Linked DNA regions of Sus scrofa: region 2 is linked to region 1. Evidence: chromatin contacts called from public HiChIP or PLAC-seq data. All regions are on one chromosome and are shown on one strand. Each heading gives the region's core, a stretch centred on a gene start, on an enhancer-like site or on the middle of the called end of the contact. The rest is flanking DNA. Distances are from core to core; before and after follow the strand shown. Region 1 holds the start of NAA25 (N-alpha-acetyltransferase 25, NatB auxiliary subunit). Region 2 overlaps HECTD4 (probable E3 ubiquitin-protein ligase HECTD4).

The links. HiChIP or PLAC-seq counts read pairs in DNA pulled down with a chosen protein or histone mark.
Region 2: a contact with region 1 is called in an H3K27ac HiChIP or PLAC-seq map of alveolar macrophages. The contact joins the enhancer-like site here to the promoter of NAA25 in region 1. A contact is called at or near these places in 2 of 5 promoter capture datasets (fetal liver and liver), 7 of 47 Hi-C or Micro-C datasets (blood, brain, heart right ventricle and 2 more) and 2 of 2 datasets of contacts at active chromatin or transcription factors (alveolar macrophages and skeletal muscle).

What each region holds. Positions count from the first base shown.
Region 1 is chr14:39,603,879-39,608,669 of Sscrofa11.1, forward strand. NAA25 (N-alpha-acetyltransferase 25, NatB auxiliary subunit) reads left to right here and starts at 2,921. Exons shown (of 24, transcript XM_021074209.1): 1 at 2,921-3,072. The coding sequence starts at 3,015.
Region 2 is chr14:39,516,482-39,521,250 of Sscrofa11.1, forward strand. HECTD4 (probable E3 ubiquitin-protein ligase HECTD4) reads left to right here. Exons shown (of 76, transcript XM_013990365.2): 62 at 1,188-1,395; 63 at 4,466-4,689. Among named protein-coding and RNA genes, the nearest start is that of TRAFD1, 61 kb to the right of the region's middle. Within about 2 kb of position 2,125, at least 4 of the 83 cell types and tissues checked have an H3K27ac peak or open chromatin away from gene starts, as enhancers often do. A contact at or near this core is called in alveolar macrophages and retroperitoneal adipose tissue, where this site is marked.

The DNA.
Region 1 (4,791 bases), core at 1,671-4,170:
GAAGTTCCTGGGCCACGGAATGAACCTGAGCCACTGCAGTGACAATGCCAGATCCTTTAACCCTCTGCACCAGGCAAGGAATTAAACCCGCTTCCCTGCAGCAACCCAAGCTGCTGTATTTGGATTCTTAACCCACTGCTCCATGGAGGGAACTCTCTACCCTGGGAATATTGAAATGCCTTCCATTGGAGTTCCTGTTGTGGCTCAATGGGTTAAGAACTCAACTAATATCCATGAGGATGTGGAATCTCATTGAGGATGTGGACTTGCTCATGGTTTAAGGATCTGGCATTGCCACAAGCTGCGGTGTAGGTTCTGGTGTGGCTGTGGCTGTGGCATAGGCTGGCAGCTACAGCTTTGATTCAACCCCTGGCCTAGGAACTTCTATATCTCACAGGTGCGGTCTTAAAAAGTTAAAAAAAAAATGCCTTCCATTATTCTAGAGCAGATGTTGGCAAATTTTTTTCTGTAAAGTCCCATATGGTGAATATCTTAACTTTATGGGCCATATGGTCTCTGTTGCAACTACTCAGTTTTGCTCCTGTAGCACCAAAACAGCCACCGACCATGCATAAATGGGCATAGCTGTGTTCTAGAAAATTTTTTTTATTTATTTACTATTTGTCTTTTTTTTTTTTTTTTTTTTTTTAGGGCTGAAACTGGCATAAGGAGGTTCCCAGGCTAGGGGCTGAATTGGATCTGTAGCTGCCGACCTATGCCACAGCCACAGAAATGCAAGATCCGAGCTGCGTCTGTGACTTACACCACAGCTCATGGCAACACCGGATCCTTAACCCACTAAAATTTTATTTATGAACCCTGGCCTTTGAACTTTACATACCTTTAACATATTGTGAAATATTTTTCTTTTGATTATTTTGATTCTTCTTTTGATTATTTTATTACATTTTAAAAAAGTAAAAATCATTCTTGGCTCATGGCTGTACAAAAACAGTAGTCAGCTAGATATGGCCTATGGGTCATAATTTGTCCACTTCTAACCTAAAGGAGAAGAATGAAACTTTTGTCTGAATCTAAATCACAAGAGGATTTGCAAAGATACAGATTGCTGTGCCCACTCTTAGAGTGATAGATTCACCGGGTCTGGGGGAGTGCTTAATAATCAGCAGGTCTAGGGAGTTCCCATCATGGTTCAGGGGAAACGAATTTGACTAGTATCCATGAGGACTCAGGTTCAATCCCTGGCCTCACTCAGTGGGTTAAGAATCTGGTGTTGGTGTGAGTTGTGGCCTAGGTCACAGATGTGGCTCGGATCCTGTATTGCTGCAGCATAGGCTGGCACCTGTAGCTCTGATTTGACCCCTAGCCTGGGAACCTCCATATGCCAAGAGTTTGGCCCTAAAAAGACACACACACACAAAAAGAAATGATTTTTCCATGGGGATCGCATATTGTATATTTATTGGAGGGACCCCCCCCCCTTCCCCTCCACCACCACTCCCAACCATTTTCAACAAGAATTTCTCTGTGCACTTGCTTCTGGAATTTTTTTTCTTCCTCTTTAGCTTGCCCCAGGACAGAGTTGGGATGAGAGTTTCTAGTGCATGTAGTTAAAAAATACCCCCCATTATTAAAAATGTATTAAAAATCTATTACTTTGGAATGGTTTTAGACTTAACAGAAAGGCTGAAAAGAGGGTAAAGTTTTTACTACTCTTCAACCAGTTAACCTTAATGTTAACATCTTACATTACCATGTAATTTACATTCGTCAAAATGAGAAACCAACATTAGCATAATACTATTAACTAAATTCTAGATTTTATTTGCATTTCTTCTGTTTCTCCACTAATGCCCTTTTTTTTTCTGTCTCAGGATCCCAACCAGGATATCACATTACCTTTGGTTATCGTGTTTCATTGGACTATTATGGTTTCTCATAGTTTCCTTATTTTTCATGACCTTGACAGTTTTTTGGTTTTTTTCTTTCACCTCGACCCAGGCATGTGGAAGTTCCCAGGTCAGGGATCAAACCCACGCCACAGCCATGGCAATGCTGGATTTTTAACCTGCTGTGCCACAAGAGAACTCCCATCTCCCACTTTATTTAACTTTTCTGACAATTGTCGCTTTTTCTAACCACACTATATAAAATTGCCCCCCGTCCCTGTTCTCCTTTTCTCAGTTTCATTTATTATCACCTAATATACTGACATACTTATTTGATGATCTCCCTCCCAGCAAGGAAGGCCCCAGGAAAGCTCTGATTTATTTACAATGTATCTTCTCTGCCTAAATTCGAAACAGAAACAGCGGCATAATAGGCACTGGATAATTATATTGGGTATGAATAAACCCACCAGTAGAAAAGAGGATAGTATCTACCTTCTAAGGAGATACTAGGGTTGTTATGAGTATTAATGAAATAATTCATTTAGAGCTTGCAACACTAACTGCACATACTAACTGAATTACTTTTTTCCTTCAGTTTTATTGCGGTATAGTTGACAAATCCACTGGATTACTATAAATCTAGGGTGCTTCTTAGTTGGCTGAGCACCAGGAGAGAGATGAAGGGATCTCGAACATTTCTGGCAGATTTCTACTGTTGGTCAGCACCCCTTTCCCCTACTCTCTCCTGGGTCACCCTCCCAGAGGAGGTCCCAGTTCCTCAACAATTAATCAAAGACAAGTCTAACTGGTCCTTCAGCACAGATGAGAAATAAGATAAACTGGAGCAGCAGAGCCCTAACTCTGACCAAGAGTTTCTCTCCTTTCTTCACTCTCCCGTAAGTGACTCGGACGGGATTTTAATAGCAACGGCCGCCTCTATCAGCTAGACTGATTCCATCAGCAAAGGGGAGACGTATCCCTCAAAGTGGCAATAGTCTGTGGGAGGGGTGCGGTGTAAGTGTTGTCCCTTTCCGCGCAGGCGCGTTCAATCGCAACCCCGCGACCATCGCGATAGACGAGCGAGATCGGCGCTGGCCCTTTAACGGCCCCTTCCCGGGGGCCTGCCCTGCGCGTGCGCACTGCTGTTCTGCGCTTGTCATCATGGCGACGCGGGGCCATGTGCAGGACCCTAACGACAGGCGCCTCCGGCCCATTTACGGTGAGTGCCTGGGGCCAGTCTAGTCGCCAGCCGGATACGCCGAGGGCCGCCGGGGCCAGGGTAAAGGCCCAGGAGGGTCGCTGAGTGGCCAGGAGCAGGGCTGGCGAGCACAGGGGGTCGGCCGCGCGGGCCTCTAGGCCTCAGTCACGGGCCTCGCGGAAGCGCCGGCCTGGCCTTCCAGAGCCCTGAGGTGGCAGCTGCGCTGTTAGGGCAGCGGCAGGTCGGCAGAGCTGGCCCGACAGGCAGGCTTTGTAAGACATTTCCTCTGGTAGAGATCTGCTCTGCTCGCAGGTCGCGTTGTTGGGGCCACGCCAAGGGACACCCAAGATCTGCCCGCAGGTGGAAGCTAGCTCCGGTACAGGGCTGAAACACCCTACTTGAGGGAAAACCCCCACTGAAGACTTTTTACTTATGGAAACTGGGCCTAAAATGTTGTCTGACCAACAGTGCTTGGTGAACAGAGAGAAACTGAGGTTCTGAGAGAGGAAGGAGCTGACGCAAGGTCACCCGAATCGAGTCAGGAACAGGCCCAGATTTGAGGCTCCCCATCGAAAGCTCTTTGGTGGAGGAACAGCTGCTCAGGGTACACGTGGGAGGCGGGGGCGGGGGGGTGGTGGTCTTGGGCCCAAAATAGCGATGGGAAGATTGTGATAGTTTGGAGGGGCGTGCAGGGCCTTTCCTTTCTGTAGCTTTTCTGGCTTTCTGCAGCTTGCCTTCTGTGTGCTGAGTGGATCCCCCTTTGTAACGCTTAGCCCAATCCTCAGGTTTTAAGACCTTGATATCGTTCTGCTACACTTATTGTGAAAAATCACATATTTGAGTCACAGAAACATCTCTTCAATTACCGAGGTGTTCTGTAATTGGATAGTGGTTCCTGTTAGATGGTTGTATGGTCTTGGTCTGTGTCACTTCTTGATGAAGGAAGGCTTCAAGGTCAGTGGTTTTTCGCAAAATTAGGTCTCATGTTTATAGTGTGGATGTTACTAAATGGAGGTTTCTCCGCAGGGCTGAGATCACTTAACTTTTTTTTTTTGGAAGGGGGTAACTATATATTTCTGGTACAATTGCTACTTTTTGTAATTTGTATGATACTTTACTCACATCTCATTTGATTCTAGCAACAGCTTTGTGAGGTGGGTAAAAATAATAATAGCTAATATATATAGACTGTTAATTATGTCAGTCACTGTCCTCAGCCTTTTATATTTATCATTTAATTTTCACACATACTCCTGAGATAGGTAGTTTTTACAACCCCCTCCCTTTCTTTCCACAGATGAGGAAACTGGGGCTTTATTGATGTGTAATTTGTCTGTGGTCACTCAGCTAACACGAAGCTAGGATCTGAACCCTTGTGGACTGTCCCAGACTTACTCTTTTAACCACTGTGCTAGAAATCACCTCACTTTGAGCTGAAAACACTGGCTTACCAAAGGTCACATAGGTGGTGAGTGGTAGATTTCCATTTTCCCAGGACTGTGTATTCTCATGCCTCCAGTAAATATTTTCAAAGGGCAGAGATGACATATGCAAGGATGACCGAGAGTAGGAACTGAATCCAGGGTTTACAATTTGTGGCTCATTATATAGCTGTCTGCAAAAGCTGCCTGTAGACTTCTCTCTCTCTCTCTTTTTTTGGCCTTTTAGGGCTGCACTGTGGCCTATGGAGGTTCCCAGGCTAGGGGTCAAATCAGAGCTGCAGCTGCTGGCCTACCCCAC
Region 2 (4,769 bases), core at 875-3,374, 88 kb before region 1:
AGGCCTCTTTAAACCTGCTGCTACTCTGTCCAGGGGACCAACTAATAGGTGATGTTGGGGGCACTCTGGGGCCTCCCTGAGGCAGCTCTTGGAAACAGCAGTGATTTATCATATTGATGATCTGTGTTTGAGGTCCCTTCTCTGAGCATGATGGCAATTCTGAGGTCAGGAAGTGATACAGTTGGTTGCTGAGCATGGGAGGGAGGGAGGCAGCCAGAAGCGCTCCAGGAGCTGACCTTGCCTGATGGGTGGCTTTATTGAGTGCTTGCCAGCTCAAGCCCCAGCAGCATCTTGTTAAGTGGCCTTGGCTTGTTTTAACCATTGCCATTGGCAGGAGGGACCATCACTGAGCAGTATGAGAACTGGCCTGCCATTCTCTGAGTTTCAGATGACGTGCATGTTGCCAGGTTACATTTTCTCTCCAAAATCCCATGTGTTTCTTGGGCCTCCTTGTTTAGAAATCCTGCATCCTGTGTCTTCCTGTACCCTGTGTAATGGGAGTCAGGCAGGGAGTAAAAACCATCCTCCCAGGGGGTGGGATGGACTGGGAGTGTGGGGTAGTAGATGCAAACTATTCCATTTAAAATGGATAAGCAATGAGATCCAGCTGTACAGCACAGGGGACTCTATCCAGTCTCCTGGGATGGACCATGATGGAAGATAATATGAGAAAAGGTATGTATGTATATGTATGACTGAATCACTTTGATGTACAGCAGAAATTGACAGAACATTGTAAATAAACTAAATTAAAAAAAATTTTTTTAAAAGATCCTCCCCCTTAATGGAAGTGGGGAGGAGGGCACTAGAAGAGAGCTCCACACCGCCTTGCTCTCCACCCCCGTGCTCTGAAAAAAGAGCTCAAGCATCCGGTGGTTGGCCTCCCTCTATAGAATCACTTATCTGTTCACCTTCTGTCTGGGGATTTTCTTGGAGCCAAGCATGGGCTTTACTTCCTGGGCATTTGGGTAAAACCTCAAACCTGGCCAGGGTTTAGTGACAGAGATGTCCAGTGGGGTTGCTCTCCTGCAAGTTACCGCTCTTGGCACATGAGAGGGACTTGACCAGGGAGGCCACACTCACAATGCTAGAGGGTTTCCCAAATGGGCAGGAAGGGAAGAAAGGTTGTACTTGTTGCATCACTGGTCTCTCCCCTCAAGTCCTGACCCTTTTCTTTGTTCACACAGATAAGATCCCGAGCCAAAATCGAGAAAATTCGAGCAAGTTTATTTAACAATAATGACTTGATTGGTTTGTCAAGTTTGGATGGTGAAGACGAACTGATGGAAATGTCAACGGAAGAGATCCTCACTGTGTCTGTAGTAAATCAGAGTTTGTTTGATACACAGGGGAGCCCAGGGTTAGAAGATTATTTCAATGATAAGTCAATTAAAGGTGGGTTATAGATTTTTTTTTAATTAAGAGATTTTTTTTGAGAAGATTTAAATTTATAGAAAAAAAAAATGATGGTGTTCCTATTGTAGCTCAGCGGGTTAAGAATCTGACTAGTATTCATGGATCCTGGTTCAATCCTTGGCCTTGTTCAGTGGGTTAAGGTTCCAGCGTTGCCATGAGCTGTGGTGTAAGTCACAGACGCAGTTCAGATTTGGTGTGGCTGTGGCTACAGCTCCGATTCAACCCATAGCCTGGGAACTTCCATATACTGCAGGTATGGCCATAAAAATCAGGGGGAAGAAAAACCTAGCAGAAGTTATACCCCGTCCATGCCCGATTTTCCCTGTTTTTAACATCTCACTCTACAGGGGAGCTCTGGGCATGTCACAGATTTGAGACATGATTCAGGGGGTTAGGTAAAGAGCCCAACCCTGCCCTCTCCCAGGAGAGCTGTGTGGGCTCTGAAGGCCTGTGGGGCAGGCCCTGCCGCAAGCCTGCTATTTTCAGCCAGCCAGGAGACCACCAGGAATGGCTGTGCCACAGCCTGCGTCAGCCTTGAGCATGGGCTTGCATTCAAGTCATTTTCGTCTTTTTGTCTAGTCAGGTGTCCCCTTGTTCAAGCGTATTATTTATTTTGTTCTGCTTCTGGAGCCAGCATGTCCCAAGTACATTGCTGGTAACCATTTAGTCACATGCTTGAGGACAGCTAATGCCTCACCCTTTAAAACAAATTCTTGGGAAAGAAACAGTTCCACTTCCTTTTTCACAAAGCCCCACTTTGTCACTCTCGTGGCTCCTCTGTGGAGAGGCCCTGTCCGGCTTCCCTGCTGTCATTGTTCCCCCAGGCCCAGGATCCATTGAGGCCCCTCAGAGCTGGGTCTGGCAGATCCTGAAGCCAAGAGCTCACCCCCAGCTTCACTTCAGAAGTGGAAGCAAGTTTTCTTTTCTTTTTTTTTTTTTTAATATAACTTACAGTTCTTTGCATTGTCATTTTTATTTTGTATCAGTCTCAAAATTTTTAATTTATATCCTTTTTTCTAAATACTTAATACTGTTTGAAATTTCATAATAAGAGTTGAGTTCATTTTGTTTTATGTTTTTTGAGGACAGAAATGTAATATTCAGTGGGTTTTGTTGTTGTTTCGAATTATTATCCCCCAGTCATGAAATTTTGAAATGTCCCCTCAGGCCTGGGACCAAACTGAGGTAAGTGAGGCCACAAAATTTAACGGGGCTCCAAAAAAACTCAGTAATCGAGATAAATAATATTTGAGTACAGTATTTATGAAAATCAAATTAATGCAAAATAGCCATGGTGAACAAACTATTAAAATCTTAAATAAAGACAGGATCAGTATTACTGATTTTTTTCCTTTTGCATCAGGCTTTAATATGGCTCAGCACAGTACTTCTTTTTTTTGTCTTTTTAGGGCTGCACCCACGGCACATGGAGGTTCCCAGGCTAGGGGTCGAATTAGAGCTGTAGCTGCTGGCCTACGCCACAGCCATAGCAATGCTGGATCCAAGCCGAGTCTGCAACCTACACCACAGTTCAGGGCAGCACAGTTCCTTAACCCACTGAGCAAGACCAGGGATAGAATCTGTGTCCTCTTGGATGCTAGTCAGAGTCATTTCCACTGAGCCAGGATGGGAGCTCCTCAGCACAGTACTTTTAATATTCTGCTCATCGTAGTTGTGGTTTTGGTTGGGGGGGGGGGTTTCCTTTTTGGGCACCCCGAGGCATATGGAGTTCCCGGGCCAGGGATAAAAGTTGCAACCTGGCGCTGCAGAGACGCCGCCAATCCTGTTGCGCCACAGTGAGAACTCCTCATCATGGGTATTTTGTATTAATTTTGAGCACCTGAGAGGCTGCCTCACTCTCCTTACCCTGGTTTCTGATAAGCTCCTTTATCAGAGAGTATTTGGCCCCTTTAGCTCTTAGCTGCGCACGTGGCGGTGGCTCGTTAGCATCTGTGGGGACCCTGAAGTCTTTTTCTGCCCTAATGAATGCTTCCCCGGTCCCTTCATGCTGTAATCTGCCTTTAGTTCTAGTTCCTGATTATGTTACAGTCAAGGCTTCCACATAAGGTACTCAGTCTTTTGATAACATCTTTGCCATGTTAACAGCCACAGGCATTTCGCTTGAGATTCTTTGAGTTGAGGATCTATCTTCCACCCATCTGTCTTCTCACCCTCAGCCCAGATGCCCGGGAGGCCATCTGGTTCCCCAAGCCTGGCCTGAGCTAGATGGGGCTCTGGAGCATCAAGCCCCAGAGAGCGAGGCTGAGGAGCAAGGTGAGGTGAGGGCCTGAAGAGGAAGTCAGGCTGTCTCCCAGGGGTGTGGGGGGCGGGGGAGGGGGGGACCTTGGCCAAGTGGAACCTACAGATGGGCCCTGACTGGCCCTATAGGACAGCTGAGAGCGCCTTCTGGAGCACTTGTTTGGGAACTAAAAAAATACATCTTTTTTTTCTCACGCTCATGGACAGTTTTCTAGTATCTAAGAGAACTTTTTTTTCCACCTGCTGGTTGTGCCAGTTTTGAAGTGGGTCCTCTAGTACTAACTTGTCGAACAACTTGTACTTGGCACTGAAGCAGATTGAAGCCTCTATGTCCTCTTGTTCCTTGGGGACTGTCCGTCACAGGTTGCTGAAGTTAAGGGAGGTTCAGCCTCCATAATAAAGAGACCCTACAGTATGGTGGCTCAAACCCAGTGCAAGTTTATTTCTTGCACATGTAAGAGTCCCGGATGAGCCCTGAGGTCTGCCATTCCTCGGGGCTTGTCATCTCCACGCAGCCAGTGGAGGGGTCCAGCACAGAAGAGAGCAGACTGGCCCAGGAGGGGCCCGTGAGCCACATCACGGGGCCACACCTCACAGCAGAGGAGGCTGGGTGAGTAACAGGTGTGCGTCCAGAAAGGGGAAACCGGGTAAACAGCTCATCATTGCCATTAACCACCCATTACTCATGTTCAAAAACAGAATGGTTGATAAAAAATAAATCATGCTGCAGGCTCATCCTGATGTAGCAGGTTCACAGCAGAATTGTTTGCCCTCCCTCCATTCTGTAAAGGTGAGAAGCTGGTGCCCGGGGCCAGAGAGGTGCTGACGGAGATATTTAAGAGCTGCGCCCACTCAGAGCAGATGCTGAGCCTGACGCCAGCAAAGCCCATCAAAGTGTCTGACATTTATCTTAGCAAAGAGCAGATCAACTCCCAGACACCAGGCAACCTCCTCCACCTCTTCTTCACCAATGTCCGGCCCCCTAAAAAGGTGCTGGAGGACCAGCTCACCCAGGTAGCCACCCCATCCCTGCCTTGCCTGCGCTGGGCCTCGGGTGCACCCCAGGCTGAGCCTGAGCTTCCTCCCCCTACCCC